2 separate regions of the Triticum aestivum genome follow, and region 2 is linked to region 1. A link is a contact called in public Hi-C data. All regions are on one chromosome and are shown on one strand. Each heading gives the region's core, a stretch centred on a gene start, on an enhancer-like site or on the middle of the called end of the contact. The rest is flanking DNA. Distances are from core to core; before and after follow the strand shown. Region 1 holds the start of LOC123080695 (BTB/POZ domain and ankyrin repeat-containing protein NPR5). Region 2 has its middle 66 kb from the start of LOC123075629.

Region 1 (4,977 bases), core at 1,399-3,898:
ATAAAAATGGAAAAGAAAGAACTACGAAGTCAACTAGGTAACACAAAGAATAATTTGGAACTAATGAACACAATTATAAAACACAAAAGTAATTAACAAAGATCTGTTCCTATAGTACTTTATTCACTCCCTAATCATCACTTAATAATGGCCTCCTATCATTTGGCCTGTTAACAAAACATGATAGGAATCTTATGATCAAGGTTAGTCAACAGAAGGAATGATCATGGATAGCTGTATACGTATATACAAACAAACGTATACATGCACACGCATCTCCAACGGATGCGTGCTCTCTTCTTTCACGTCATTTACCTGCTGGAAGGTGCAGCATCTCTGGCCTATACGTTAGTACGTTACCCGCAGGCTCTTTTGCGGTCTTCCATTCTTTTCTACTTTCGGAAGGTGGGACGCAATTATCACCAAATCAATTTTGGCAGCGTGTCACTGCGTTTGTCATATTCTTTTGACACCTATATGTTCTGACTTGAACCACATCTCTAATTTACTACGATTGTATTGATTTAATAGCTGCAAAATGTGTTGATACACTGAAATTGTGATGTATCACCTACTACTACTGATTTGTTGACCACCGGAGAAAGGAAATGATACACAATTTTTTTTCCTGATGAGCTAACAATCGGTGATAATTGCTCAGTGGAGCTAGGGTTATGATACACGTTCAAGCTGGCTTGGAAGTTGGAAAGACGAGGAGGTTTTATTTTTTGAGACAATCTCGCGAAGTTTTTATTCAAACCACCATAATGTTTACAGGGATGAAATGAATACCATCGGGTTGGCCCAACCAAACATGGCAGCCCGGCCCGACGACCAAAGCCCAGAAGCCCAACATCCGGGCCATAGATGGGATTAGCTCTTCCGCCCGAAGCCCAGCCCGAAAATACCCGATGAGGTTAAAATAATTATTTTAATTGAAAATAAGTAGAGTGATGTATTTAAATACCCTGAAAACTATTATATTGACTAGAAAAGTGCATTGTCCACATGGTTTGGGGTGGGCACGGCTCGGGCTTGGCATTTTCACTTCGCGCTTTGTCAAGCCCGGTCAAAAACCCATCCTGGCCTTGGGTATGATCAGGTTTAGGCTATCTCATGTCCATGTGTGGCATAACAATAAGCTAGTTTGGAACGAAAGGTGAGGATAAATGGTGCCCTGTGTAAATTTAATGGATGTAAAATGTTGATATTGTTATAGGGTCGTATCACCTACTACTATCTTGGTAACAACTGGAAAAATGATATCATCAGCAAATATTCCTTTCTATGATATAAAATTGTCGGACCAATTGCTCAAGAGAGTTAGGGTTATCATGGAGACGACGGTTGTCCACATGTGGCATAACGATAAGCTAGGTTAATTAGGCCTAGGGGTCGGGTAAGGGAGGAACTCTGAATTAATATAGAGAGCATCTATGTCCCCCACAACTAAGAATAAACTAACTCTTATTAACTTTAGAAAATTGTTATTACAAAACAAAAATCAGTTACCGTGTTTAAATATATTTTTTCATCTAGGTAGTAGAAAATATACAACATTATCTCAATCGACAAAGAATTAACTAATTCTCATCTGATTTTTACCAATGTGCTCGTACAGATTAAAAATATATATACAGGTAATGTAATAATTCAAAAAAATGCAAAATCTTGCAGGGATCTCAAAGTTAAATTGATGGAGTAATTAGAATTAGCAACTTTGACAAATTCAATAGCTATAAAATATGTCTTTCTAAAAACTCTGCACTCACATCCCTTAACTTTTTTCAATTGTAGAAATGGAAGTTGCCATGGCTCTATGAAGGGTATAATTTGGAATTTACAATATTAGCATGCCATGGGATGGTGTAACACAACATTGTAGCCATGCATTCTTCTTTTAATTTATGCCCCTCCATTCCTTTATGTAAGATGTATTATTTTCAGCACGATGACCAAGGCACATAATTGTAGACGAGTTAGGACGAAATTACCCTTGACAAATTTGTCGGTTAGTGACAAGTAAATCAGTTAGTCCAAAAAAGTAAGAGATACATGCAATCGTAAAAAAAGATACATGCAATCGACATAGAGATACTTTCTTCTTTTGCTACAAAAAAGATACAGACAATCAGGAGAGGGATACTTTCCCTTTTCTGGAGGGCTAACAAGAAAATTATGCGGAATTAGAAGAAATGCATCTTACATTCTGAAATTTTATTAAAAACAAATACACCTTATATAAAGGAATGAGGAAGTATAAAGGAAGCCATGCATTGTCTTTAATTTTGCTCTGCTCTCCTACAAGGCAAGCAGACACTTCAATCACACATGATTTATGACTTGCATCAGTCAAAGCATGGCACACTTAATTTTCCCCACCCCACCCCAATTGGAGGGAGGGCTCACCCTCTCTCTGTCCAAATTATTCCGGGCCCCTGAAGTGTGGACACATACATGCTCTGTTTGGCATATATGTACGGTTAATTTCCACCCTCCCATTTTAATCCCACCAATTATTCATGCATGTCCCCAGCCAGCCACCCGTATTGCCCTCCCTCCTACCTAGCTCCCCCAACACAGGCCCAAAAAAATCTCAAGCCCCCATATAACCTTTAGAGAGAGAGAGAGAAAGAGAGAGAATGGGTGTGTGCTAGAGAGAGAGAGGCACCAGCACGAGCGCCCTTCAAAAAATACTGCATAAATAAAGGGGGCAATAACTGGGGAGAAAGGGAGAGAGAGAGAGAGAGACAGAAGTGAAGAGGGGAGAGAAGAAGAAGTGGTCACTGCAGACAGAAGAGAAGATCAAAAGAGATCGGGCGATGCAGCACAAGATTGGAGGGCAACAACAAGCGCAGCAGCAGCAGCAGCAGCAGCCGGCAGCAGGAGCAGAAGAGCAAAGCAGCCAGCAGCGCCAACGGCTTCTTCCCCCACTCCTCTTCTTCAAGCTCCAGCCGCAGCTCTCGATCTGATTCATCGAGCTTCTTCTTCCTCCTCTCCCTCTCCGAATTGACTGATAGAGGAGGAGGAGGAGGATTAGCAAGAAGCAGGTGCGGCGCGGCGGGCGGCCATGGATGATACCCTCAAGTCGCTGTCCATGGACTACCTCAACCTGCTCATCAACGGCCAGGCCTTCAGCGACGTGACCTTCAGCGTGGAGGGCCGCCTGGTGCACGCGCACCGCTGCATCCTCGCCGCGCGCAGCCTCTTCTTCCGCAAGTTCTTCTGCGGCGCCGCCGCGGACCAGGCCGCCGCCGCAGCCGCCGCCGGCTCCCCGGGCGCGGTGCTCATGGACCACCTCAGCCCGCGCTCCCCCTCCGGCGCATCCGCCTCCTCCCCGCGCGGCGCCGGAGGCTCCGGGTCCGGCTCGGCCTCCGCAGCGGCGATGGCGCCCGGCGCCGTGATACCGGTCAACTCGGTGAGCTACGAGGTGTTCCTGCTGCTGCTCCAGTTCCTGTACAGCGGGCAGGTGTCGCTGGTGCCGCAGAAGGGGGAGCCGAGGCCCGGGTGCGGCGAGCGCGGCTGCTGGCACACCCACTGCGCCGCCGCCGTCGACCTGGCCCTCGACACGCTCGCCGTCGCCCGCTCCTTCGGCGTCGAGGAGCTCGCCGTCCTCACCCAGGTAATTACTTACTCTTCCTAGCTAATTAATCCCCAATTCCCAATTCTCGCTCTTCGCCCCTCTTTCCCCATGAACCAAAAAATCAAGAAACTTCTGATCTCTCTCTCTCCTGGGGCTGGGGATCGACCGATTGTGGGGATCAAGATGGGTTGGTTATGTTGGGATCGGCGAGCATTCTGATCTCTGCGGCAGCATTGATTTGATCTCTGTCCGTACCTTTTTAAATGAAGTTACTCGAGTGTGGTAGCAGTATCGTCGACGTCTTCGTCGTCGTCGCCGTCGACCCGTCGTGTCGTCTGCAGGCAGCGCACGCACGCGTGCGTCCGTATATGCATATGCATACGTACGTGCGCGCTTTCTTCCTCCTCCTGCCGCTCTTTCCTGCTCTCTCTTTATCCGTCCATCCATCCGTCTTTCCGTCACCCATCCATCCACCCCCCTTGCTTTCAGCTCTCCTTGCTAGCTAGGGTTCGTTAATGGTAAATTTCTCCTTTCCTTTTCGTCACTGTTCGTCCTTCTCAAGCCACCATGGCCGCCACTGTTGCGGCACGAGCAGCACACCACGGCTGCAAGTAGCGGGCGATTCGGCAGCACTCGGAAAGGCACACACTTTCTTGCTTTGTTTTTGCTCCTGATTTGCGATTTTGCGCTAGGGTTTTCTTTGTGCGCCGGTTAATTTCCCTTTTTCCAAAACTTTTTTCGCCAATCCCTTTAATCCTGTCTCCAATCAGCGCCATGATGCTGCTATACATACATACTGTTGCACCCTTCTGTTCCTCCTCCTTATATTTTATGCACAGGGACAATCCACTATGCACACACATCTCATATATGGGTAGAGATCTTTTCCTTTATATCGTCTCCTCTTGCTTATATTACCGCCGCTCTCTCGGTCTCTCGCTCCATGCCATACCTGTGAGCTGTGTGTGAGCTTTTGCAACTTGTGAGTGTACATATGATGGATGTGGAAAAAGTATTGAGCTTTTTGCGACGGTGATGGCTTTGTGGTTTTGCAGAAGCAGCTGGCGGGCATGGTGGAGAAGGCGTCCATCGAGGACGTGATGAAGGTGCTCATGGCGTCGCGCAAGCAGGACCTGCACCAGCTCTGGAACACCTGCTCCCACCTCGTCGCCAAGTCCGGCCTCCCGCCGGAGGTGCTCGCCAAGCACCTCCCCCTCGACGTCGTCGCCAAGATCGACGACCTGCGCCTCAAGTCCTCCATGTCCCGCCGCTCCCCCTTCCTCGCCCACCACCAGCAGCACCACCACCAGGGCTCCGTCATCGAGGCCTCCGCGGCCGAGCTCGACGACCACAACAAGATCCGCCGGATGCGCCGCGCGCTCGACTCCTCCGAC
Region 2 (4,977 bases), core at 1,665-4,164, 240 kb before region 1:
AGGCGAGATGGCGGCGGCTCTCTGAGGATGGTGTAAGGTTCTCCCCGTGTAGCCCCTTTTCCGGTGGTGCACCTAGCATCATCAGTGGGCGTGTGTAGGTGTGTCTCTGGCGGATCTGTCTTTGGTGGATTTGCTTGGATTTGTTTGTCATTCGTCTATGTACGTGTGTCTACAGATTGGATCCTGCCGACCTATGCTACTCTTCATCGGCGGCGGTTGTTGTTCTGTTGCGCTGGTCCTTTGTGGCCTTAGCACGACAACTTCCCTACTATCTACTACAAAAGTTTTGCCCGGCTCCGGTAAGGGAGGGGCGATGATGGCATCACGTCTTCTGCTCGCTTCAACGCTTGTAGTCGTCACTAGATGGTTTACGGATCTGGATGTAATTTTTATTATTTCTGGTGTTTGTTGTGCTGCCATGATCGAAGATGAGTAGATCGGATGTTTTCTCGGGAAAAAAAAATGGTAATCTAGGAGTTCCGGTGAGCTCCCCAACCCTACCGCCCTAGGCACTCCGGCGAGGTCCCCTTCCTCGGTTCCGTGGTCGTTGTCGCTCCCGTGTCACCGGTAGCTCAACCTCCACGTGGGTGAGCAAGAAAACAGAGTTTGCCAAATATGAGGCGCCACCACGGTACGTAGGGGGTAGTAGTAGTAGATGCACTTGAAGAAAGGCGAGCGATGATCGATCTTGCATGGCATGGACGGATGGTCCATCCATTCCGTCCACCGGCCAGAAGAAATGGCCAAATCTTCTCGCTTTGGGTCCTCCCGCTGTCTGCGAAAAGGTAACCACGCAGCTACCCATAATCAATGCAGTTAAGTGGTCCACGCGGATCACTGATCACTGGCGCCGGTACCACAAAACCGTTGCCATGGTCAGCGTCCCCCTCCGTAAACCCCGCCGGATACGCGCATGTTCCCGCCCAGCTAAACCCTAGCTAGCTAGCTACCCTAGATAGCTCTCCTGTTCTTCTTAAAAATCTCACCGGTTTTTACCACCGCATTTTCTTACTAAAACCCTAGCTCTCGTGTTCTGAATGCGCGTGGACCACTGCGCGCATGCCCACCCTAGTCACCCCACCTTGAAATCACACTGGTTTTTACCACTGCGTTTTACCGCCGGCCGGGGGCGGAGGGGAGGGCCGGCCGGAGTACGTACGAGTCGTGGATCAGTTGCCACGAACTACAGTCTCGCACGTACACCGCCTGCACACCCAGTCACTCGCCCGCCCTCGCATCGCATCGATGGCAGGGGGGGCCGCCGGCCGGAGGGGAAAAGGGAGAAGACCGGCACCGACTGACCGGCCGGGTCCCGCGTGCCCTCAGATTCTGTGCCCGGCCGGGCGTTAAATACGACCCCGTCCTGCCCGCCGTGCCATGGTGATCCATCCATCGGTGTGGTGTGGTGCGGGGCGCCTGCCCCCACCTTCCACTGCTTCCAACGTCCGCGCTCCAGTACCTCTGCCTCGCTGCCTCTCCCCGCTCCCCGCGCGCGCGGCCTCCGTGCCCTCGACCCGTTCGATCGATCGATGTGCTGTAATGGGGGTATGGGACGGGTCGTCAATCCAACAACCACCACTGCCAGTCCAGTCAGTCCCCGTCCGTCCGTCATCAGCGATGCGTTGCAGTACACACGCCCATACGCGCATGTCTGTCTGTCTCACCCCGCCCATGTTCACGTATGGATCGATGGTCATCCATGGATGGATTGACGGATGGTGTCAAACGTACGTACGTACGTCCATGGCGTGCGCGTGTGTGTGCGTGCGCCGGTCAGCCTAGCCACTAGCCAGCGGTCAAATGGTATGGCGCATGGGCAGCGCCGGCCCCGGGCGCGGTGGTCTGGGCGCGCGCTGGCATTTTGGAGCTCGGCGCATGGCATGGCTCGGGCAGAGTCCAAAGTAAGTATAGACACTAGACAGACGCCGGGGCTTGGCCGGGTCGCCGGCCCCGCCACGGGATCGACGGACGGGGCTTTAAATTAGGGTCGGGTCGGGTCGGGCAGCGGTAGCAGGCAGGCAGGTCGGCTCCCCGGCGGGCATGGGCATGCGTGGCGGGGCCGGGCCCTCCACGTTTCCCGCACGGCGCCACTCCCCATAACTCCAAGTTACTGACCACCGATGTGATGGCTGCTGCTGCTGCGCGACGCCAAGGACGACAAAATCGCAGAGAAACGCATGCATACGCTACACACACAGACACAGCATGCCTGATCAGTGGCGGGCGCACAGACTTTTCCACGGCGCGCGCGTTGGCGCCGGACCACCGGCCGCCGGCTGGCTGGCTGGCTCGATCGCCCGCGCCAGAGGAACAGAACGCAGAGACCGACGTACAGTTGCAGGGCCATGGTTGAGTGAGTGCCGGAGAAGTGCGTGCCGGATGCAGGCAGGCAGAGGCAGGCATGCCTGGCCGGCTCAGTTTCCAGCGCCAGTGAACCCAGGGGAGGGAGGGCCAGCGAGAACTTTACTCCCATGAAAAAGACGGAGCCAACGAGGTTTGGTTTTGCTTTGCGGCTGCAGTGAACCCAGTGGCGGTCCAGGGACGTACGTACCACTGCTCCTTTCGACCGTACGGTGCGCCCCAGTCTTACACGTTCACTTACACCCCTCACTGTTGTTTAATAGTGGTACTAATCTGGATTTTAATCCCCGTAACAAATTTCCCGCCACGCTGCTCGTGCAACCCGTGCAAAGGCGCACGTGTTCTGGCGGGGTTCGCTAGATTCACGTGATTTTTGTGTCGGAGGGCTTGACAAAATTAGCAGGCTTAATCACACATGTACGTACCTGACGATCGACCGGTGGGTCGAGGCGGCGTCCCTTTCAGGGAAGCCCGGCGTCGCTGTCGCTGCGTTGCTACTGCCAGCCAAGAGGCGTCGCGTCGATGATCGATCACTGAGTCCGGCCAAGCCGCGTACGCGTTCCGTGTTCGGACGTGTCGACGGCCGGAAATGGGGGAGGTTGTCACATGCATACAGCCCGGAGCCGCATGGTTGGATCATGGATGGATATATATCCCTCACACGTTGCTTTCACCAGCTCTCCATCCAAGTGGCTCGTCTCCGTCGACCACTCGAGATGCCCCGGTGCCCGGATGTAATTCAAATCGGCGCATGCATGCATGCATGAGCCTGACAAAAATGAACAATGTCATGTCGTATTACGTGCCACACATACGCGATCCAGAGGATAATTGAAGCATGCATGCCATGCACTGTGCCACGCATGCATGCATGCATGGCCCTGCGTAGTCAGGTAGGCAGCTGGTCCGATTCAAGACAATGTATGCTTGCTCGACCGCTTGGTCAACAAGTCGATCGAGCTCCCTTGCATATCTCCGTAATTCCGGAAATAAAAATAAGCACGTTGATGTATTTCTATATTTACCGTGATATATGAGAACTAGTGGAAATTGCTGTTCCAACAAAAAAAAAGGCAAATGGGCTTCCATGCTGCATGCAAAAATGCTACATATTCCGTAGGTACAGCAAAGCTGATGATGCATGTGATATTGCCATCCACATCCGCGTGATATGTATGATCCGTCTGCATCGATCAGTCCTTTTCAACCAGCAAAAACCAGGGCACACTTTCAATCTGACAACGAGGGTGCGAGACCGACCACACATGTACATGTACCAGCTGAAACAAGTAGGCAGCCAAACAAAGTTAGGGGGGCCGCCGGGCAAATATTTATTTAAGCGCTTGTTGTCCACCATCATATCTAATGCTTCACCTAGTACAAGTTTTGATCAATTCGAAACAAAGTTAGGGGGCGCGGTCAAAAAATTTGCGTACTTGTCTTGATAATTTCGAAACAAATATACAAGCCGATGTGCTGCAGGAAGCTATATTTATGGCTCCAAAAGGCGAAAAATGTGCCCTCATTGGCACTCCTGGCCGAACGGGCGTTTATCCTGGGAGGCTCAAATGAGTGAAAAAGGCCGTTCGCTCATACATCACTAGAGGATGCTAAGAAGATAGAATTGTCATGCTGCACCATTTTATGAAGAGAGAATTACCATGTTGCGCCATTTTATGAAAAGAGAATTGCCATGCTGCAATAGCGAAAATTTTCATGTGTTCTAGGTTTGCCATACCGTGGCATAGAAAATCGCGACGATATACAAAGGAGAGTTGTCCCCATATTAGAATTTACCATGGTACGTTGTAGAATTTTGCCACATGATCATGGATTGCCCTACTAGAATTGTCATGATATAACACAAAGAATTGTCATGTCGTAGAAGAGAAAGTCGCCACACATGTGCACATGATATAACACAAAGAATTGGCACATTCGCTTTATAATATTTTCATTAGGTCAACTTCTACGGTTGGGCCACGTTTTTCCTACCGTATTAGTTAGAGTAGCTCGAAGGGAAATCAAAATGGCATAATGTAGGTTACTGTAAAAAAAAGGTAGCCAATAATAAGGGAAATCAAAGCTAGCTTGGCGACGAACGTACTCCACCTCCTTAACTGAGCTTTTGTAGCCAGGCCAGCCGTGCGCGCAGTAATGTGTGCACCAAACCTAACAAAACCAGTCCCCGGCCATACGAACCATAGCTACCCAATCCGTGGATCGATCGAGGCCACGCCGCGACGTCCGTGGCGGGGGAGGGGACAAATTCAATGCGCCCATCGCCAGGTCCAGACCGAAGCCACTGTTGGGAGATTGGAACCTGTCGCGCGCGAGCCGGCGTGGGTCCATCCCCGGCCGGTCGATCGACGGACGTGAACCACCGTCGTCGATCCATTCACGGAGCCCTGCCGGCGGTGCCCGGATTCGATCGAACATGGGCCTCGGCCTCGCCAATGGGAAAGCGGGAGCGGATACGGGATGATGGATAAGCTAGGTGGTGTCGCCGGCCACTTGCTGGAAGGAGATATCGCCATATCGGGCGGCAATATACCGAGCTTCCCGTGGCCCCGCCGCTCCGGGCATCCATCCAGCCATGAGCCATCCATCCATCCA

Evidence for each region. Hi-C and Micro-C count contacts between places; a contact is called where the count stands out from the background.
Region 2: a Hi-C map of leaf shows a contact between it and region 1, with 4 times the contacts expected there. The contact joins the enhancer-like site here to the promoter of LOC123080695 in region 1. A contact is called at or near these places in 3 of 5 Hi-C or Micro-C datasets (leaf and root).

Annotation. Positions count from the first base shown.
Region 1 is chr3D:583,454,228-583,459,204 of IWGSC CS RefSeq v2.1, reverse strand. LOC123080695 (BTB/POZ domain and ankyrin repeat-containing protein NPR5) reads left to right here and starts at 2,648. Exons shown (of 2, transcript XM_044503629.1): 1 at 2,648-3,622; 2 at 4,639-4,977. The coding sequence starts at 3,071.
Region 2 is chr3D:583,691,673-583,696,649 of IWGSC CS RefSeq v2.1, reverse strand. No RefSeq gene overlaps it. Among protein-coding and RNA genes, the nearest start is that of LOC123075629, 66 kb to the left of the region's middle. Within about 2 kb of position 2,914, at least 4 of the 8 cell types and tissues checked have an H3K27ac peak or open chromatin away from gene starts, as enhancers often do. A contact at or near this core is called in leaf and root, where this site is marked.